Regions from separate parts of the Zea mays genome. Here region 1 is linked to region 2. The links are chromatin contacts, called in public Hi-C maps. All regions are on one chromosome and are shown on one strand. The core of a region is the stretch at or near the end of the contact, and the rest is flanking DNA. Distances in the headings are between cores, read along the strand shown.

Region 1 (4,091 bases), core at 1,314-3,813, 280 kb before region 2:
GTCCGAGCCCTGGGTCGGGCGGAGCGGAGTTCGCCGTCTTCAGGGGCTGAGCCCAAGTCCGAGCCCTGGGTCGGGCGGAGCGGAGTTCGCCGTCTTTCGGGGCTTAGCCCGAGTCCGAGCCCTGGGTCGGGCGGAGCGGAGTTCGCCGTCTTCAGAGGCTGAGCCCAAGTCCGAGCCCTGGGTCGGGCGGAGCGGAGTTCGCCGTCTTCAGGGGCTGAGCCCAAGTCCGAGCCCTGGGTCGGGCGGAGCGGAGTTCGTCGTCTTCTAGGGCTTAGCCCGAGTCCGAGCCCTGGGTCGGGCGGAGCGGAGTTCGCTGTCTTAAGAGGCTGAGCCCAAGTCCGAGCCCTGGGTCGGGCGGAGCGGAGCTTCCTATGGCGCCTGAGGTCGGGCCTGACTGCATGTCAGCCTCACTCTGTCAGGTGGCACTGCAGTCGGTGCGGCGCAGGCGGCGCTGTCCTTCTGTCAGGTCGGTCAGTGGAGCGGCGAAGTGACTGCGGTCACTTCGGCTCTGTCGACTGAAGGGCGCGCGTCAGGATAATGGTGTCAGACCACCTTTGCATTAAATGCTCCTGCGATTTGGTCAGTCGGCGCGACGATTTGGTCAGGGTCGCTTCTTAGCGAAGACAGGGCCTCGGGCGAGCCGGAAATGTGTTCGTCGCTGGAGGGGGGCCTCGGGCGAGACGGAGATCCTCCAGGGTCGGCTGCCCTTGTCCGAGGCTAGGCTCGGGCGAGGCGTGATCGAGTCCCTCGAATGGACCGATCCCTGACTTAATCGCACCCATCAGGCCTTTGCAGCTTTATGCTGATGGGGGTTACCAGCTGAGAATTAGGAGCCTTGAGGGTACCCCTAATTATGGTCCCCGACATATATACTAATATATACTAACATTAAAAGATGGCAAAGTTCAGTTAAGCATTTACTTAACAAGCAGATATATATTTAACAAGCATAAAATCATGGACTTCTGAGTACCCTTATGGTTGTAGCTATAGGAGTACAATTTGTCCAGACTCCAGACATTATTATTTGTCTGATTGAGATGTAGAGATTGTCTAGGACCAAAGGAACTTTGCATTTGAGACTTACAGACTTCAAAATGCCAGTTTCAGATTTCTACTTACCGAAAATATCTTATGTACATTCAGTTCACACTTGGCAACATGTTTCTGGTCATACTAGTACAATTCATAGAGATTACCAATACTTAGCTAGGATCAAGGGAACCTGGCATGGGAGGATTCAGGTAGATGGATGTAACATACACATTTTTTATATAATTGTGTTAAGCAAAAAAAAATCTTTTATATGACTGAACATGTTATTATGTAGCTTAGTTGTCTTGTCGATTTTTTTCATCCATCTGGCCTTATGATTCTCATGGATGCACATATGAATAGTTGTAAAAAACAAACATATATAACTGACTACTTATGAATAGTAGTTATCTTACAGTGAAAGCCAGTGAATTTTGACATCAGTGAGTACCATCAAATATTTGATTGGAGGTTCCAATGCAAAACAAGGGTGCTGCACGAAGTAATTGAACAAAAACACAAGATATCTGGATGCAAACAGAAAAAGAAGCACACTATTTTACAACTAACACAATCAGGAAACAGAAAAAAAATAAACAGATATGTACTTAACTACACACAATCAGGCCAACAACTAAACACACTCAGGAAATTAAGACTGTACAAATAAGCAAATATGTACTTAGAAATAGAGGAGTATGAGGTAAAGACTGGCCTGTGTATGAGGTATTAGCGAATCTAGGTCAAGCAGCAAATCTAGGTCAGGGGGAGATGACCTTGCAACAAGACCGAAGGATTAGTATAATCGAAGCAAAAAAAATACAAGAAAATATTAAAGAACAATAGATCTAGATGGGGGACAAACCTGAGAAGATGCGATTGTTGCTGCGGTGAGCTGATCTAGGATAGGGAAAGTGTTCACTCGCAGATGAGAGCCAATCGAGGTCGCAGGAAAAAGAAAGAGAAGGTCGGGTAAGTGCGAGCTCGTCCGCCGGGTCGAGAGAGAGCACGACAGCAGAAGAGAGAGGCGAGAGCAGCAGCTGCGGCAAACCCTAGCGTCCGCGGCTACGGCTGAGAGAGACGAGAGAGAGGCGAGAGCCGCAGCTCCGGCAAACCCTAGCCGTCGTCTGCGGGCGACGAGAGAGGCGAGAGAGAAGGCGTCAGCTGAGGCAAACCCTAACCAAAGTCGGGCCAGGCCGCACTGAAAACCTAGAAACCTCACGTTTGTACTCAGCCAGGCCTAAATTTGTTTCTGGCTCGCCTCAGCCAGACTGCCGAGCTAGGCCAGGCAACCAAACAAATCTACACTGTACAAAACAGGCCTGGTTATGGGTTGGGCCGGTCAACCAAACACATCCTATGTGTCTCGTGGTGGCCAACTAGACATGCTTATTTGGCCATCTGTAGCTGTAGCTGGAACCAAACGTGCGGTGAATCTCCGACGATCATGGCCGACGACGACTGGTTGATGGCGCCGATTCACGGGCTCACGCCCCACGTGCCTCGATCGGACATTAGGGCTCTCGTTTGGTTCACGGCCCACGCGTGTGCTCTCCTCGCAAGGCCGAGGCCAAAATTGCGTAGGGCGCTCTTGTGTGAGCATGGCAACAACTTCGGTCTTTTTTCAAGCATTTCTATATCAGCACAAAATGTTGTGTACGATCGTCTCCCACTTGTGGGGTCGTAAAAATCTTTTTAACAAACGTTTACAAGACATGGAAAATTCCCCCAAAAAATCAGAATATGCAGAGGGGATGACGGTTTACAAGCTTACAGAATTACTGGGCCATACTTGACTTCTTTTATCAGAAAAGAAATTTAGAAAGAGCAAAAGGAGAGGGGCGAAATTTCTTTCTCGCTGCAGCTAGACGCCCAACCACGTCGCGGAATACGACGTACGTCTTGACGTTCCCAGCGACAAATCGCTCTTCCTGTTGGCCTCGGTGACCGATGAGCTCTGGCCTGCACGCATTTTCTGAAGACGTTAGCAATGTCTGAAACTCTGAACAGAAGGGCAGCATAGTAGGCTCTTAACACCATGCAGCCGAGCAGAATGTGGCTCTGTGATGAACGTAGTTGAAGAACTCGCAGTTCACCCTGATCCAACCGCAGACATCGGCAGGCAAACGTGGAAACTGAAGACTGAAAACCTGAAGACGACGGACATAAAGGAGCAGCGTCCATTTTGTTTAACCTTCAGACACTTGCAGGAACCGTATGTTTTGATGTACTCATTGACATGACTGATCACCCTAGTGTTGAGGGTATATTGGAATGAAAACAGGGCAACTGATGAGTTGGACTTTCGGTGAGGGAGAGGGAGTCCAAGAAAGGGCGGACCTGGAAGTAGCTATTGCATCTTGGCATCCTAAATTATCTGCACGAGAGGACTGAGAATAGAAGGAACCTTTTTTTGAAGGAGTGTTACTTATAAGAAAGCCTAGGTTCAACAGAACAAAACACGAACCAGGAATTGGCCCCACTAACACACACCACTAGAGAGTTACAGGATAACAAAGGAAAAAGCGTTAAGCTCACACAAACACCCACACTCCCTTCCAGCCTCTACGCAACAAAGTATCAACCCACCCAACACCAGCTCGGCCTCAGATAACCTCGATGTCAGACACCTCTCCTAAGGCTGGTTGGAAATTACACAACCAATTCTTCAGGGAGCTGATCAAACACCTCACCTTCTCTAAATCCTTTTGCTTGAGGAGAGACTTCCATTTCTGCAGAAAAGATATGGCGTTATATAAGATCTCATGTGGGCTCTTAGGAAACCGCTTCTCCATCGCCATCCTATTCCGATTACACCACATGGCCCAAAACAGCCCTGCAAACTTGAAAATATAAAGGTTTTGGTCCCCAAAAAAAAAATCTTCCACCGATCTGGAGGGGGGTTCAGACCAAAGACAAGGTAAATGCAACCCCACACGTATTTGGCTAGTACACAGTGGGCGAAAATGTGTTCAGCAGTTTCAAATTCTCCACAAAGGGAGCAAGAACCGCTTCCTTTCCAAACCCTTTTTTCATCTCCATCGCCACTTGGATTT
Region 2 (4,228 bases), core at 871-3,370:
CCTCATAACCTTTACCTTTGGTCACACCAATGATGTCAATCATCTCATCCTTCTGGAAGACAGCATCAACAGGGACCTCTTTCTCAAAAAATTTGTAGCCGTAGTCCACCTTGTCAGCAATGGTACCACCATTGACCTGAATCTCCATCAGGTGAGCCTTCTTCTGTTTCAAACCCTTCATCTTCCTAATCTAAAAGAAACAAATACACAAGAGGTGAGAGTTGGCTAATACCTAGTGCCTCAGAAAAAAATAATCAATTTTCAATTATATGAAAGATAGACCTACTTCCCTCCAGGCACTGAGGTACAATAGAAGTTGAAATTTAAAAACAAGACAAGGTTGTAACATCACAGAAGAACTCAACATGATCATTGATAGATAATACAATGGAAGTTGAAACTTAATACAAGAGTTGTAACATATAATATATATATATATATATAAAGAAAATAAAAATGGTCATTTACATGTAAATGTTCATTTGACTACACAAAGATTGCATAAGCAGGAATAATGAAGCCAAATAAAAGACCAATAGTAATTGCATTATCAATCATTAAGAAACTTTGTTCCTACAAACATGAATGAGCAACAAAGCACAATTAAGCTTCTTACCTGGGTATGAGCAATGACACGGATAACAGAAGCATATTTCTTCATCTTCTCAAGCTGCAGCTGAATTTCCTTCTTGCCAGCATCATTTTCATATTTGAGAGCATACTTTGTGAAAGCCTTCTTCTTGCTCTTGCACCAGTTCTTGTAGAACCTTCTCCTCACTTCTTCGCTAAGATGTTGGGCCCAAACAGAGTTGAGTGTGCGGAGGCCACGAGGAGTCTTCACATATGCCACGAGCCCAACAATGACAAGAGGAGGGGTTTCAATGATGGTAACAGCCTCACAAGTTTCCTTCTTATGGAGTTCTGAAGAAATCAAGTAGGAAGAGCAGTTACAATAATGGAGTGAAATGGTATCCATGTACTTGAGATTCATGGGTGCAAGCAGTTGTGGATATTCAAACAGAAAAAACTGTTGTTTTGAGTAAGTCTATGGGCCTGTGAAGAAATAGTTGTGTGGCTTATCATCTAAAGTTAAGTGCCCACAAATTCATAAAAAACTAAAAACTGCTGGTCAGAAACCTGTGAAGAAATAGTTGTGTTGTTACAGTTCATTTTTCAGATATCAAAAAACTGGACTATGTGATCAACTTAATTGATTAATAAAAAAGAAGGGGGTGGACATACTGGATCCTGGCTTCTCAACCTCACGGACAATGTGAGTCATGCCAGCCTTGTAGCCAAGGAAGGCAGTGAGATGGCAAGGCTTCTTGGGGTCATCCCTGGGGAATGACTTCACTGCAAAAACAGGAAAACTAGTATCAAATTTTGGACATTAAGTAAACCTGCCAAAGGAATATGCATACCATACTAAACAGGTAAAAGCACTTAACACAGCATGGCTAAACAAACCATAGTTTAATATTCGCATCAACAATAATTCAATTGTACAGCACGTTTTCAGATTATACATAATGTTGGATTGAACTTATATGCAATAGACAATCCTTCACTGACGGAAGACAACCCTATGAAAATTATTACTTTAACACCACTAGCGGAGTACAGGTTGTTTAAATAGAAGGAAGATAAATAATACTTCAAGTTCTAAATGCTGAAGGGTAGAACATTTCAGATGACATGAATCGGGACAAGGCAAGCGAACAAGGAGGGAGTAAGAGATGCGCGCGTACCCTTGCCGCGGTGGCGGGAGGAGCGCTTCCTGGGAAGGAAGCCGAGGGAGCCGTGCCTCGGGTGCTCGAACTTACGGTGCGACATCCTGCCCTCCTCCTCTTCCTTACCTGCAGGAGATCACAACAAGCCCATCAGATCCGACGCGAGCTCAACATGGGCGGCTCGCCGCGCGGCGACGAAATGGCCGCCGACGGCGAGCAAGGCGAGTCGAGGTGGGAGGAGGAGATGACGCCGGCGGCGGATTCCTTATATTCACCTGAAGGGGGTGGCGGCGCGGAAGTGAGGAGCCACAATGCTCGTAAACCCTAGGAGAGGTTAGTTATATAAAGGGGTCCCGGCCCTACGGTGACCTTCTGAGTTGAGGTAAGGTAATGTGGGCTCGGCCCAGTACTCCCTTTAAAATATGGGTTGTCCACTCTTATTTGAAAATGTCCCTATATTTCGTTTTACTACCTCACTGATATAGTTCTACTTTATTATAATGTCAAAAACGCAGCGTGTGTTTGAACAACGGATATATTGTTACAAAAGAATCCAAAAAGAGCTTATCATTTTTGTGTAATTCTTATGGTTGATGTTGGCACGACAGTGCTGAGGATATGGTATCCTCAGGCTATTGGCTTGAATCAGGTTTAGTAGCATTATTGACATCCTTATCCTAATTGTCAACATTTTGAACAGGACTATGTATTTTTCGTTATGGTCGTATTGGAATTGGGCAGCGAGTCTCATCCTCTCAAAAGAAAAATATATATCGGCTGAGGATATTGGGAGTCATGTGCTTCCAATAGGATACAGGAAGCTCCAGCCACACCTAGCACGAGACCAGCCTGGCCGCTAGCTTTGCTCGTGCATGTGTCTCATTCCTTGCATGTGCACAGTTTGTTTCTATTTGCATGCGCGAGAAATTAGGATTAACTGCTGGATGCATGAAAATAAAAAAATCTAATTGAATGCTTTATTCCGTCCATAAATATAGGATATCTATAACAGCCATGTAGCAAGGCTCGTTACAAACATTTTATGATATATATAATACTAATTATACTACACAGTGTAGATATTTATGCAATACGGGACGCTTGTAGAAAATCAGTTTTCTGCTGCATAAGCACAAATTTAGTATGGCAAAAATGTGCGTTGAGAGGAAGTGGATTGACATGCATGGAAACAAAAAATATGATTTAAATGATTTATTTTCCCCGTAATTATAGGATCTCTCCAACACCAATGCAGCTAGGCTCGTTGTAACCAGTTTATGACATATATTGATACTAATTATGTTATACGATATATATATTTATACAGTGTGTCACACCACATAAAAAAATTGTTTTCTGCTGCATGCGCACAAATTTAAGATGACAAGAATGCGCATTGAATGGAAATGGATTGGTGTGCATGGAAACAAAAAAACTGATTTAAATGCTTAATTTCCTCCATACATATATGATCTCTTCAACAACCATAGATCTAAGCTCGTTAAAACCAGTTTATGATATATACTGAGACTAATTATAGTACACGGTGAAGGTATTTATGCACTGCGGTACACTGTGTTCAAAATCTGTTTTCTATTGCATGCGCACAAATTTAGGATGACAAGAATGTGAGCTGAAATGCAATGGATTGGCATGCATGAAAACAAAAATCTGATTTTTCAATGCTTTATTTTGTCCATCTCTCCAACAGTAATGCAGTTAGGCTCGTTAGAACTAGTTTATGATATATACTGTCGGAGAGAAAATCCTCCGGCCGGCCGGCGGAATGCACCCGCCCTAATGATAGTCGCCTAGAGGGGAGGGGTGAATAGGGCGAAACTGAAATTTACAAATATAAACACAACTACAAGCCGGGTTAGCGTTAGAGATATAAACGAGTCCGCGAGAGAGGGCGCAAAACGAATCGCAAGCAAATAATGAAGTGAGACACACGGATTTGTTTTACCGAGGTTCGGTTCTTGCAAACCTACTCCCCGTTGAGGAGGCCACAAAGGCCGGGTCTCTTTCAACCCTTCCCTCTCTCAAACGGTCCCTCGGACCGAGTGAGCTTCTCTTCTCAAATCAAAGCCGGGAACAAAACTTCCCCGCAAGGGCCACCACACAATTGGTGCCTCTTGCCTTGATTACAATGGAGTTGTGATTCTCAAGAACAAGTGAGAAAGAAAAGAAGCAATCCAAGCGCAAGAGCTCAAATGAACACGGCAAATCACTCTCACTAGTCACTAGGGCTTTGTGTGGAATTGGAGAGGATTTGATCTCTTTAGTGTGTCTAGAATTGAATGCTAGAGCTCTTGTAGTAGTTGAGAAGTGGAAAACTTGGATGCAATGAATGGTGGGGTGGTTGGGGTATTTATAGCCTCAACCACCAAATGTGGTCGTTGGGAGGCTGTCTGCTCGATGGCGCACCGGACAGTCCGGTGCACACCGGACAGTCCGGTGCCCTCTGCCACGTCATCACTGCCATTGGATTCTAGCCG

The links. Hi-C and Micro-C count contacts between places; a contact is called where the count stands out from the background.
Region 1: a contact with region 2 is called in a Hi-C map of ear, with 2.8 times the contacts expected there. The contact joins the enhancer-like site here to the promoter of LOC103647030 in region 2. A contact is called at or near these places in 3 of 25 Hi-C or Micro-C datasets (ear, leaf and tassel).

Annotation. Positions count from the first base shown.
Region 1 is chr2:143,277,328-143,281,418 of Zm-B73-REFERENCE-NAM-5.0, reverse strand. No RefSeq gene overlaps it. Among protein-coding and RNA genes, the nearest start is that of LOC100281622, 75 kb to the right of the region's middle. Within about 2 kb of position 2,563, at least 7 of the 20 cell types and tissues checked have an H3K27ac peak or open chromatin away from gene starts, as enhancers often do. A contact at or near this core is called in ear and tassel, where this site is marked.
Region 2 is chr2:142,997,820-143,002,047 of Zm-B73-REFERENCE-NAM-5.0, reverse strand. It overlaps LOC103647030 (60S ribosomal protein L3), which reads right to left and starts at 2,120. Exons shown (of 6, transcript XM_008671603.4): 1 at 2,006-2,120; 2 at 1,749-1,856; 3 at 1,243-1,353; 4 at 617-921; 5 at 1-190. The coding sequence starts at 1,833.